Linked DNA regions of Canis lupus: region 1 is linked to region 2. A link is a contact called in public Hi-C data. All regions are on one chromosome and are shown on one strand. Each heading gives the region's core, a stretch centred on a gene start, on an enhancer-like site or on the middle of the called end of the contact. The rest is flanking DNA. Distances are from core to core; before and after follow the strand shown.

The links. Hi-C and Micro-C count contacts between places; a contact is called where the count stands out from the background.
Region 1: a Hi-C map of blood shows a contact between it and region 2, with 4 times the contacts expected there. The contact joins two enhancer-like sites. A contact is called at or near these places in 4 of 9 Hi-C or Micro-C datasets (amygdala and blood).

The regions. Positions count from the first base shown.
Region 1 is chr28:14,806,664-14,812,203 of UU_Cfam_GSD_1.0, forward strand. No RefSeq gene overlaps it. Among named protein-coding and RNA genes, the nearest start is that of HPS6, 6.5 kb to the left of the region's middle. Within about 2 kb of position 2,573, at least 1 of the 20 cell types and tissues checked has an H3K27ac peak or open chromatin away from gene starts, as enhancers often do. A contact at or near this core is called in blood, where this site is marked.
Region 2 is chr28:14,598,793-14,603,798 of UU_Cfam_GSD_1.0, forward strand. KCNIP2 (potassium voltage-gated channel interacting protein 2) reads right to left here. Exons shown (of 10, transcript NM_001197190.1): 2 at 1,992-2,087; 3 at 1,101-1,154; 4 at 287-411. All of the region lies in intron 2 of LOC111092927 (a long non-coding RNA gene), which reads left to right. Among named protein-coding and RNA genes, the nearest start is that of OGA, 9.6 kb to the left of the region's middle. Within about 2 kb of position 1,624, at least 7 of the 20 cell types and tissues checked have an H3K27ac peak or open chromatin away from gene starts, as enhancers often do. A contact at or near this core is called in blood, where this site is marked.

The DNA.
Region 1 (5,540 bases), core at 1,323-3,822, 210 kb after region 2:
TTTGGCCCAGGGCGCGATCCTGGAGACCCGGGATCAAATCCCACATCGGGCTCCCGGTGCATGGAGCCTGCTTCTCCCTCTGCCTGTGTCTCTGCCTCTCTCTCTCTCTCTGTAACTATCATAAATAAATAAAAATTAAAAAATAAAAAAATAAAAAAATAATCTTGAAAAAAAAGAAAAAAAGAAAAAGAAACTCCTAAATGAGGAAGTTTGGTGAGCACATTAAGGCGCTGAGAGAGTGACACATTCAGAGAGGCCAGCACGCATAATCTGCCTTGCCCTATGTATCTCTTCCATCTGGCTATTCCTGAGTTGTATCCTTTGCAATGAACTTGTTAACGTAATTAAAGTATTTCCCCAAATTCCATGAGCCATTCTACCAAGTTGTCAAATGAATTTACAGCATGGGAATTCCCAATTTCTAGCCAGTTGGTCAGAGAAGTGCAGTGACTTGCAGCTAACATTCGAAGTGGGGTCAGTCTTGTGGGACTGGTACCTTTGCCTGTGGCTTCTGAGCTAACTCCAGATAGTGTCAGAATTGACACCAACTGGTGTCCATAGAGAATTGGTTGTGGGTATTAGAAAACATTCTAGAAATACATACACAGTTGTGTGTTTTTGAACGACCAAGGGTCTCAGAGGGTTGTGGGTAGTGGAGGGAGTAGTTGAATCTGAATTTAAAAGTTTAGAAAGATTACTTGAGGGCACCTGGGTGGCTCAGTGGTTGAGCTTCTGCCTTTGGCTCAGAGTGTGATCCCAGGATTCTAGGATTGAGTCTCACATCAGGCTCCCCACCTGCTTCTCCCTCTGCCTAAGTCTCTGCCTCTCTCTGTCTCTCATGAATAAATAAATAAAATCTTAAGAAAAGGGATCCCTGGGTGGCGCAGCGGTTTGGCGCCTGCCTTTGGCCCAGGGCGCGATTCTGGAGACCCGGGATCGAGTCCCACGTCGGGCTCCCGGTGCATGGAGCCTGCTTCTCCCTCTGCCTGTGTCTCTGCCTCTCTCTCTCTCTCTCTCTCTCTGTGACTATCATAAATAAATAAAAATTAAAAAAAAAAAATCTTAAGAAAAAAGAAAAGACTACTTGACCAAGGTCAGTCAATTTGAGGCACTTCACTGTACATTCCAGTAGGTGCTACCCACTTGAGCTTGAAGGCTCTCCTCATTTCTATTTAATGCTAGCTCTGTTGCCTCTTGAGAAAAGGGAAATCTGCAGAGCTGCACGCTTTCTTTTCCCAAAATTTCTGGAACCAAGTAGGAATTGTGATGGGCTCTGAGTCCATGCCTGTCTCCCCCAGGACTCCTGGAGCAATTAAGGGGAAGAGTTACCACAGACAGGAGAGCTACCTGCAGAGCCCTTTGGTTAGTAACAAGAGGCATTAAAGCACCCACATTGCTGCTGACTCCCTAAGCAGAGAAATAAAAACATCTCCAGCTTGGATGTCCGTTACCTGGATTTAGTTGCAAGGCTACCTCTAAATAGGCCTTCCATGCGCACTTCTATTCAGGTGGCCCCTCAGCCTGGTTCTAGTCTTAGGGTAGGCCTGTGGGTGCTGCTACTCACCATCATCCTGGGCTCCCAGCCATCCTTTGTCCAAGGCTTAGGACCAAGGTAAGGACTGCCATTCAGCTTTGTCCTTACCTGGGACCTATAGCTTAGAGTCTGCTCAGCCTCTTCCTGGGTTTAAAGTGGCTCTTTAAACTCATATGGGATTAGGGACAGTTCCTTAGTCTCTCTGCAAAAGGGGGACAGCCCCTCAGGCTTGTCTAGGGCTGGTGTTATTCCTCAGCTTCATGGGAGTCCTGAGGTAGCTCATCTGCATGCCAAATCCTGAGATGGTTCCTCAGCCTCATTAAAGCCTAGGGATGGTACACAGGCCTCATCCAAGAACTTGCCTGGCTTTTGTCCTAACCTTCCAGCCAGGACTTGGCTGGCCTTTTTCCTAACCAGGTTGTCTACCAACACCAGGAGTCAAGCTACTGGCCCTTAAGCTACTGCTCCTCCCAGAGGCCCAGAACTAGGGCCGGTCGTCATCCCTCAGCCTCCACCTCAGCCTCTTTCTGGTTTGGGAAGGGCTCTTCCTCCTCTTCTAGGTTTTGAGGATGGGCCCATTCTGGCTCCTTAGAGAGAAGCTAGAAATGGACAAAAGCAGGAATCTGCTTCCTGTTCATAATCCTGCTGAATCATGGTTATTTCTTCTCAGCCTAAGACTTTGCTTGGGTCTCTGTCCATACTCAGAGGAGAAGGAATTTTACTCAGTGGGCCCCTGAGGGGCATGAACAGAAGAAGGGGACCAAGGCATTTTTTTGGAGTGATATGGCTTGAAGAAGTTCCTCAGGGCTACCCACTAGGAGGGCCTCCAGGCGGGGAACCACCCAGCCCAACAACTTTTAGGGGAACAAGTAGACTTAGATGGGAACTTTCACTTGCTCTTACAGACTGGGTACTTATTTGCTCTTGCCCTTGCTTATGCCCTGCCCCTAATGTAGGAAGTAAAGTGATCCCATACCATGTGTCAGGACTGAGCAAAGGAAAGAGCAAAGGAAAGAAAGTAAAACCATAGGCTTTATCTGCGTATGTGGCCATGAGGCCCAATCCTCCCTTTTTTCATTTCCCTACTGCCTACCCAATCCCCAGCTCCAGCCTCATACTTCCCCTCCCTCACTAGGGGATCTCCTGTTTGAACGCAGACCACAAGTTCTATACCACCCAACGGTGAACCACAGGACTACAGCGGCCAGAGTCTTCTCCAGCCTGCAAAAGCCAGAGACCACGGCCCCACCCCTCCCTCTCTATGTGACCTGTAGGCAATGGGACCTGGTGGCTAGGGTGGGTCAGTGTTCAAACCACTCTAGCTTTCCTTTCATACACAGGCCTACGGCTAGACCTGGCCCCAGCCACCAGTCATTGAGGCTGTTAACAGTGGATTCCAAGTTGGTGTCCCTGACTCCTCAAATCTAACCTTGCTTATCCAGAGTATTATAACAAACTAATCGAATCAAGCTCAATATTCACCGCAAAGGCCAAACATATCTCTTTCTTCACAAATGGTGTTGCTTCTCTTTCCAGTCCTCTCTCCATTCACTTCCTCCCCCACCCTCTGAAGAATATGTTACACTTTGGGCAGCCTGGGCAGCTCAGCAGTTTAGCGCCACCTTCAGTCCAGGGTGTGGTCCTGGAGACCAGGGATTAAGACCCACGTCAGGCTCCCCGCATGGAACGGAGCCTGCTTCTCCCTCTGCCTGTATCTGTGACTCTCTCTCTCTGTGTCTCTCACGAATAAATAAATAAAATCTTAAAAAAAAAAAGAATGTGTTACACTTTGAACTACTTGTGTTTCCCCGAACTAGCTAGATTTCTCCCTCACTCTGTGCCTTGTGCTTAGGAAGCTTTTCACTCTCTTCTCTGCCTGACCTAAACCCTTTACCATATACTCCAAATGTCACCCCCTCTCCTAAGGCTTCCTAACTCACCCACAATAGATTTAGTTGCACCTGCTCCTGTTCTCCCACCATTCTTGGTAATACTTCCAAAAAAGCATTTCTCAAACTATCTTGTGATTGCCTAGTTATTTGTTTGCCTGCCTGATTAGCACACAAGTTCCTGGAGGGCAGAGACTATAGTTATTTGTACTTTGGTTTTCTTAGCATGTATCACAATACCAGGGACATAGTAGGTTTGGTTATAGATGCAGGAACTGACTGGTCCTTATGGCCTAGGGTACAAAGGGATTAGTTTCTAGGCTTTAGGGATTCTCTGGCCTTCTTCCCTTCTTCCCATAGGCCAGACTCACTGTTTGGTTCATCCAGACCTGGAATTGATGGGAATAGGTCAGCTGAATCTTTTTTTTTTTTTTTTTAATCTATTTATTCATGAGAGACACACAAAGAGAGGCAAAAATATAGACAGGATCCCTTTAGGGATCCCGAAGTGGGACTTGATCCTAGGATCCCGGGATCACGACCTGAGCCAATAGCAAACACTCAACCACTGAGCTACCCAGGTGCCCCAGTCAGCTGGATCTGAAGGAAGAACCAGACTACCTGGGGCCATGGGGCAGGGAGGTGGGAGGAGTTGCTGAGCCAGGGCCATCTTGGGAGTTCGGGTGAAGGTGTAAGGAATGTACATAACTGTACTACCCAGGGGGCCCCCTGATCTCTAAACCAAGAGAGGAAGAGCGGTGGGAAAGCCTGGGTCTATGAGGTTTTCAGGGAGGGACGGGTGGCAGGAACTAGTGGGGGTTATCGGGTAAGGTAAAAAAAAACAAAACTGAGGATTAATCCCAACATTGAATATGGCTATCAGGGAACTTGTCCTTAGGAAGTATTATTCCACTCTGTTCAGATGCACCAGAATTTAGTTGACACTTTCTCTGCATGATCAGGGAAAGAGAGGGAGTCAGAGATGAGAAAGGGGCAGCTCTAGACACCCAGCTCCATAGCAAGCCACCTCAATCTAGAATACCTGGCATCTTTACTGCTCTGGGAAAAAAGGGAAGAAAAATCCTGAGTGGCTCCGTTAGGCCCCTACTCAGTGTCTTCTTAGGCATAGGCTCCCCCTGGTGGTTACTCTTATCATAGCCATCTCCACCCATTACCTTCAAACATACCTGTACTTGCCTTGCCCATTTATCCACTAAGGACTAAGGAAGCCTCTGGAGGTGGTAAATTAAGGAGAAGGAGGTCAGGGTATATTTGAGGGGAGCAAAATCATGGAAGGAGAAAGGACCTTGGACTTGTGTAGGATGGTATTTCCCAGAAGAAAGAGGTCCTGAGCTGCCAGGATGCTTCATCTCTAGGGTTAGAACTCTGCCAGCCTGACCTGGATAATTTGATCCAACTGGGGCAGAAGTTGAAGGCACAGCAGCATTTCCTGGGAAGCCACAGTAAGGTCATATTTTATATGAATGTGAAATATAGGAATAAGATATCAGGCATTATTCAAAATCAGTTAAGTCTCTGGAGGGGATCCCTGGGTGGCTCAGCAGTTTAATGCCTGCCTTCAGCCCAGGGCATGATCCTGGAATCCCGGGATCAAGTCCCACGTCGGGCTCCCTGCGTGGAGCCTGCTTCTCCCTCTGTCTGGGTCTCTGCCTCTCTCCCTGTCTCTCATGAATAAATAAATGAAATCTTAAAAAAAAAAAAAAAGTCTCTGGAGTGCCTGGGTAGCTCAGTCGATTAGGCGTCCTACTCTTGATTTCGGTTCAGGTCACAATCTCAGGGTCATGAGATAGAGCTCTGAGACCCGCGTTGAGTCCACATCAGCCCATAGGGCTCCAAGCTAAGCAGGGAATCTACTTCTTTTTCTCCCTCTCTCCCCCTCCGCCCTTCCCCCTGCTCACACACTCTCTTTCTAAAATAAATAAATCTTTTTTAAAAAACACAATAAGGGACACCTGGGTGGCTCAGTTGGTTAAGCAGCTGTTTTCCTCTCAGGTTGTGATCCCAGGGTCCTGGGAACCCCACATTCAGCCCACATCAGGCTCTCTGCTCAGTGGGGAGCTTGCTTCTCCCTCTCCCTCTGCCTGCCAACTCTGCCT
Region 2 (5,006 bases), core at 374-2,873:
CTCCAGGGGGCTAACCACGCAGTTCTTTTAGGGAAGGCAAGACTTCTCAGTGCACAAGTTTAAACACAGAACTCACCAGCAGGGCGGATTTACAGGCTCTGCCTGGCCTCAAATCCGCCAGAGCCTCCCGCTAGAAATCTGGTCTATGGGGAAGAGGGGGGCCCCTCCTCCTCCCTCTCACTCCTTCTCATACCCCTAAAGCATCCAGGCCAACCAACCTTAGAAGTCCAGGATAGGCCCCACCCTTCCTGCCCCACCCCTCAGTTAGGTCTTCCTTTGCACTCACATTCTTGAAGCCCCGGTACAGGACTTGCAGTTCCTTGCGCGTGAACTTGGTTTGCTCCTGCAGCTGCTCCAGACCCTCTGGCCGGTGACACACCGTGGACAGTTCGAACTCATCCTCCACGCTGTCTGCGGCGGGGGAGTGGGGGTGGGGGGGGGTGGGGGGTGGGGGCGGCGGGGAGGGAGGCAGTGGAGGGGGGGACAACCGCGCCTCAGGCCCGGCCTCCACCACCCCTCTTCAAAACCACCCACCCACCCATCCTCCCCATAGCCAACACCAGACACCAGCCTGCCAGTTCCCTGGACCCCGGTCTGAGGACATGAAGGCAAGATGCTGGTCAGCTTCCAGATCTATCAGTTGGCTGCACCTATGGGCAGGCCTAGCCCCAGAACCAGGGGTCCGACTCATCGCTGGTCCCCGGGCCCTTGATCCCTGCTTCAAGGGGAAGGCCCCTAGCTCCATCTTCCTCCCAGAAAGGGAGGAGTAGAAAAACGGGTTAAAGAGGAAGCGTCTGGGGATCTAGGCTCCGCCTACCCTGATCCACTCTGATCTGGCCAGCGGCACACTTGCCCCGCCTAGACCCTTCCCTCCAGCCAAGCTCCTCCTATCCCAGCCATGCTCGAGCCATGCCCCGCCCAGCTCCAGCCAAGCCCATCCAGACCCCACCCCTACCTGACACCAATAAACCTTAGTTAAGGCTTCATCCCTGGCAGCATCTCAGTCCTGCCCCAGTTCCCAACATCCAGTCCCCAGGCAAGTGCCCCCACCCCACGCGCCCGAAGGCCCGACCCCCGCCCCCACCAGGACAGTAAGTCACCTGGGTCCAGCGGGCGGGGTCTGTGGGGGCGGAGGGAGGCTGGGACTGCTAATGCTGAAGGGAGCGAATTGTCACCGAGAAAGTGGAAGACCCGGCCAACTGCAGACACACACCTCGGCCCTCACACTCAACAGCAAATCTCAAAGACCTGCGTGTTACGATGCACACACACACACCCAGCCCCGCGCACAGAGGCACACACAATGAACAAGCATAGACACACACGGAACAGACCCCACGCACACATGCTTGTGGGACTCACGCCTGTCATTTCCCCAATTCTACCCCCATGTGGTACCCAGTGGAATCAAACACAATGACACCCTCAAATAATAACTACAAAATGGGCCTCCATACATTCAGTATAATCCTATGGGCTGGGCAAGGCCCAACCGAGGAAATAGGCCTCAGGAGACAAAGTGAGGCCACTCAAGTGGGGACTGGCTGGGACTAGAAAACCCAAGGATCCTGGCATCTGGATGAAGGCGGGCTCCATCCTCTGCACCTGCATCCATCCAGGCAGGGCAGGGGCCACATGCCCCGGGCAGGGCGGCCACAGTCGCAGCCACCAACCCAGATAAGCCACGCACAGACCTCGTAGCAGTCTGTGTCTCGATCGGCCACATCGGCCATACCCACAGTCTCAGGCCTCGTGCCCTGCCACACCGGCCACACCCAGGCACCCGAGGCTCCCTCAGACACTTGGGCCCCGCCCCCCAAAGCCGGCCCCGCCGGCACCCTCGGCTTCCTCCCAGCACCTACTAACGCCCTCTCCACAGCGCCCACCCCCTCACTGGTCACGCCCACACACACGCAGGCCCACTCCTGTCACACGGGTCACACCCCGACACAAACGGGCCCCGCCCCCGGAAGCACAGGAGAGGCACTTGCTTTCACTGACTGAGGGCAGGGCCTGGGGCCCGCAGCAAGGCAGCAGCTTGAGGAACCGCTGCTTCAGCGCTTTTTTAGTGGGCCCTGGAGGGTGGCCTGGGAAGAGAGAAGACCCCAGGAAGGCACATTAACCCCTACTGTCCCTCCGTTCCCCTCCCCACCATCGCAAATCGACCCTGAGGGGAAGGGGTGTTGGGAGGGGACTGGATGAGAATGGTAAGAGTAGCTGGGGCTGGGTTAGGGAAGCACAGTGGGTTTCACAGGCATAGAAAGTCCACTCGGGCATCTTGTATCATGGGACGCAGCTGGGGACAATGAGGCCACCAAGGGGAGGTAGCAATGGCCTCAGTGCCTGTTGACCCAGTGCCCTTGGCTCCAGTGCTATAGGTGGACCTCTGAGGGGAGGTCTGGGTAGGAACTGCCTAGGTAGGAACACCTCTGTCTCTGTCTCTGTCTCTCTCTCACACACACACACATAGACAAGTGTGTATAGTGACACATAGAATGATAAATCATAGTGATGGATGCCATACAAGGACAGCTTGATACCCAGCAACTCACTCAAACCCAATGATCTAATTAAGCAGGCCCCAATACATGCGCGCGCGTGCACACACACACACACACACACACAAGTACACATTTTCGTGTAGTATCCCTTAATACAAACATATACAAATGTGGCCTAGGAAAAGCATAAGCCATACACATGAGGACCCACATAGGCCATCTTACATTGCAGTGTGATCAAATCATACAAAAACACGTGGGATATTACGACATGGTGTGCTAAGGACACTGCAATACACTGTGACCCTATAATATTATGACACATATCAAGATCACGACACATACCCATATCATATTGTGACTTATGTGTCCACGGCACCCAGATACCTAAGACTGCACATCACCAACAGAATCCATGTTTGTTCTTCCCACCTTTCCTTCCTATAATCCCTCATTCCAAGGCACCTAGAATCTCCCTGCCAGTGGAACAAAGTTCCTCATCAGTTAACTCACTCATTCACGCTAAAAGTGTGTCTCCTCCCATGTCTTTGAAGGTGACATGACAGCAAGCAATAACAGACCTTGGAGATGAGTATTTTGGTGTAATGTAGGGCTACTGACCACGGTTCCCCTCACTTCCCCTTATTTACACCGGTGTCCTACAGCTCTAATTGTATCCCAGGGAGAGGCTATGTGTTGGTGTGCCTGTCTCCTGGCAGCGCCCACCTCCAGACTCTAGGGCCAGAGCCCACAGGGTTCTAGCACACTGACTGAAGTTGGCCTGGGTCCGTTCCTGGAGGGGCCCAACTTCCTTAGGTTGTAGGTTACTAGGGCACCCCAACTCTTACGTAGGCCCCGCCCCCCCATACGAGGCTCCACCCTTGGATCAGGCCCTGCTCCCAGGAGGTAACTGCTTTGAGTCAAGGCTTCCCCCTCCAAAACGTCCTTTCTTCCCCTCCCCCCACAGAGCTATGGAGAGGTAGGAGGGAGACCGTGGGCTGAGTGGGGGATCGATGGCGGCCTGGCCCCCAGCCCAGGGCTCCATTAGCCCCGACTTTGGTTTCCCGAAGCCGGATTGCGCCTGGGGCCTCCGGTGGTGTGTCGAAGCTGGACTGGGAAGGGCGGGGAGTGGGGTGGGGAGTGGGGGTGGGGTGGGAGGGAGGAGGGCTGCACCCCCGCCTCTCCCAACCTCCTGGTCTTCTTCACATGTCCGAGGCCCCCCAGACCCCCCTCCCACCATCCCCTCCCTGCTCCCAAGACTATCTCCTCTAGGCTCTCCTGAAAGGTGGTAAGGGAAAGGGCTGCCTTTAGCCTACAGGACACCTAGGTTTCTTAGATGACCCCTCTTACCACTGAACAGTCTAAAGGGCATGGCAAGTCAGAGCCAAACTGACTTCATCTTTTCAGAACTGGATGAACCCCAGTTGATCTAAGACCAACCCTTGCTCCCCACCCCACTCTGATAATGCAGCAGAGGACAGAAAGTAGGTTGGGGGTTTCCTGCTTTTACTGAACCCTAGAGCAGACAATTCATTGGCTACTTCTCTTGTCTCCAGCTCCCTTCACATCTTTCAGTTCTCCCTGGGGTCTGCCCTAATAGCCCTCCTATCATGGTTCTTGTCTATGTTCCTTTCCTGTTCCTGGGGGAAATCCAGAATAGCTGTGCTATGGAGCTGCACAGTTCTTGGTGTGAAGAGGAGGGAGAGGCCAAATCTCTCTGGGGGAGGCAGAACATGGTCCCCTCTCTACCTCCAATATCACTCTCCCCACTAGATTTTGGGGTGATGTGGAGAATGTCCAGGCCCTGGAAATCCTGAGAGAAACTTGGAGTGGCAAGGGGGCTTGGGAAGCAAGGTCCCTGATCTGTTCTATGCCTTACCCTCCTGCCAGAGCTGGTCTATAAATGTCTCATTCAGTGTTCCTCCTCCTGTTCCTCCTGATCCCACCCCCATTCCAAGCCTTGAGTATGAAGCTGGTATTTCCTCAGGGAACTCTGGGAACAGCCACACACACAATCCAGTACCCAAAGCGGCCCAGCCACACAACCTGTCCCCCTCAAGCACAGTCATATTCACCATCTCACAAAGCCACACACCCTATCCCTCTGACACATTAAATCACATCCCTGGCACATACAAAGTCTCACACAGTCACACACTTTGTTCTTTTTCACACAGATGAACACATGGTCACACCCCCTGCACCTCTCGCACAGAATCCATGCACACTCTACAACTACACATGCAAGGATGGAGGTATGGAGAGTCACTCACACATGTCTTCAGAGCCACTGTGGGGCCCTGGCCCCAAAGGGACTCCCCAGAAGTCTGGTGTTTTCTCAGGAACTCTGGAACCTCTTTCTTCTACTCCAGATAGTCCTGCCTGTCTCCAAACCTCTCCTCAGTCTCAGATGGATCTCCCTCATCTCCATACCCCAGTCCTCCCATGCTGTGCCCCTCAGCACCCCCCCAAAACACCCTGGCCCCTGGCCTCCTCTCTTCACCT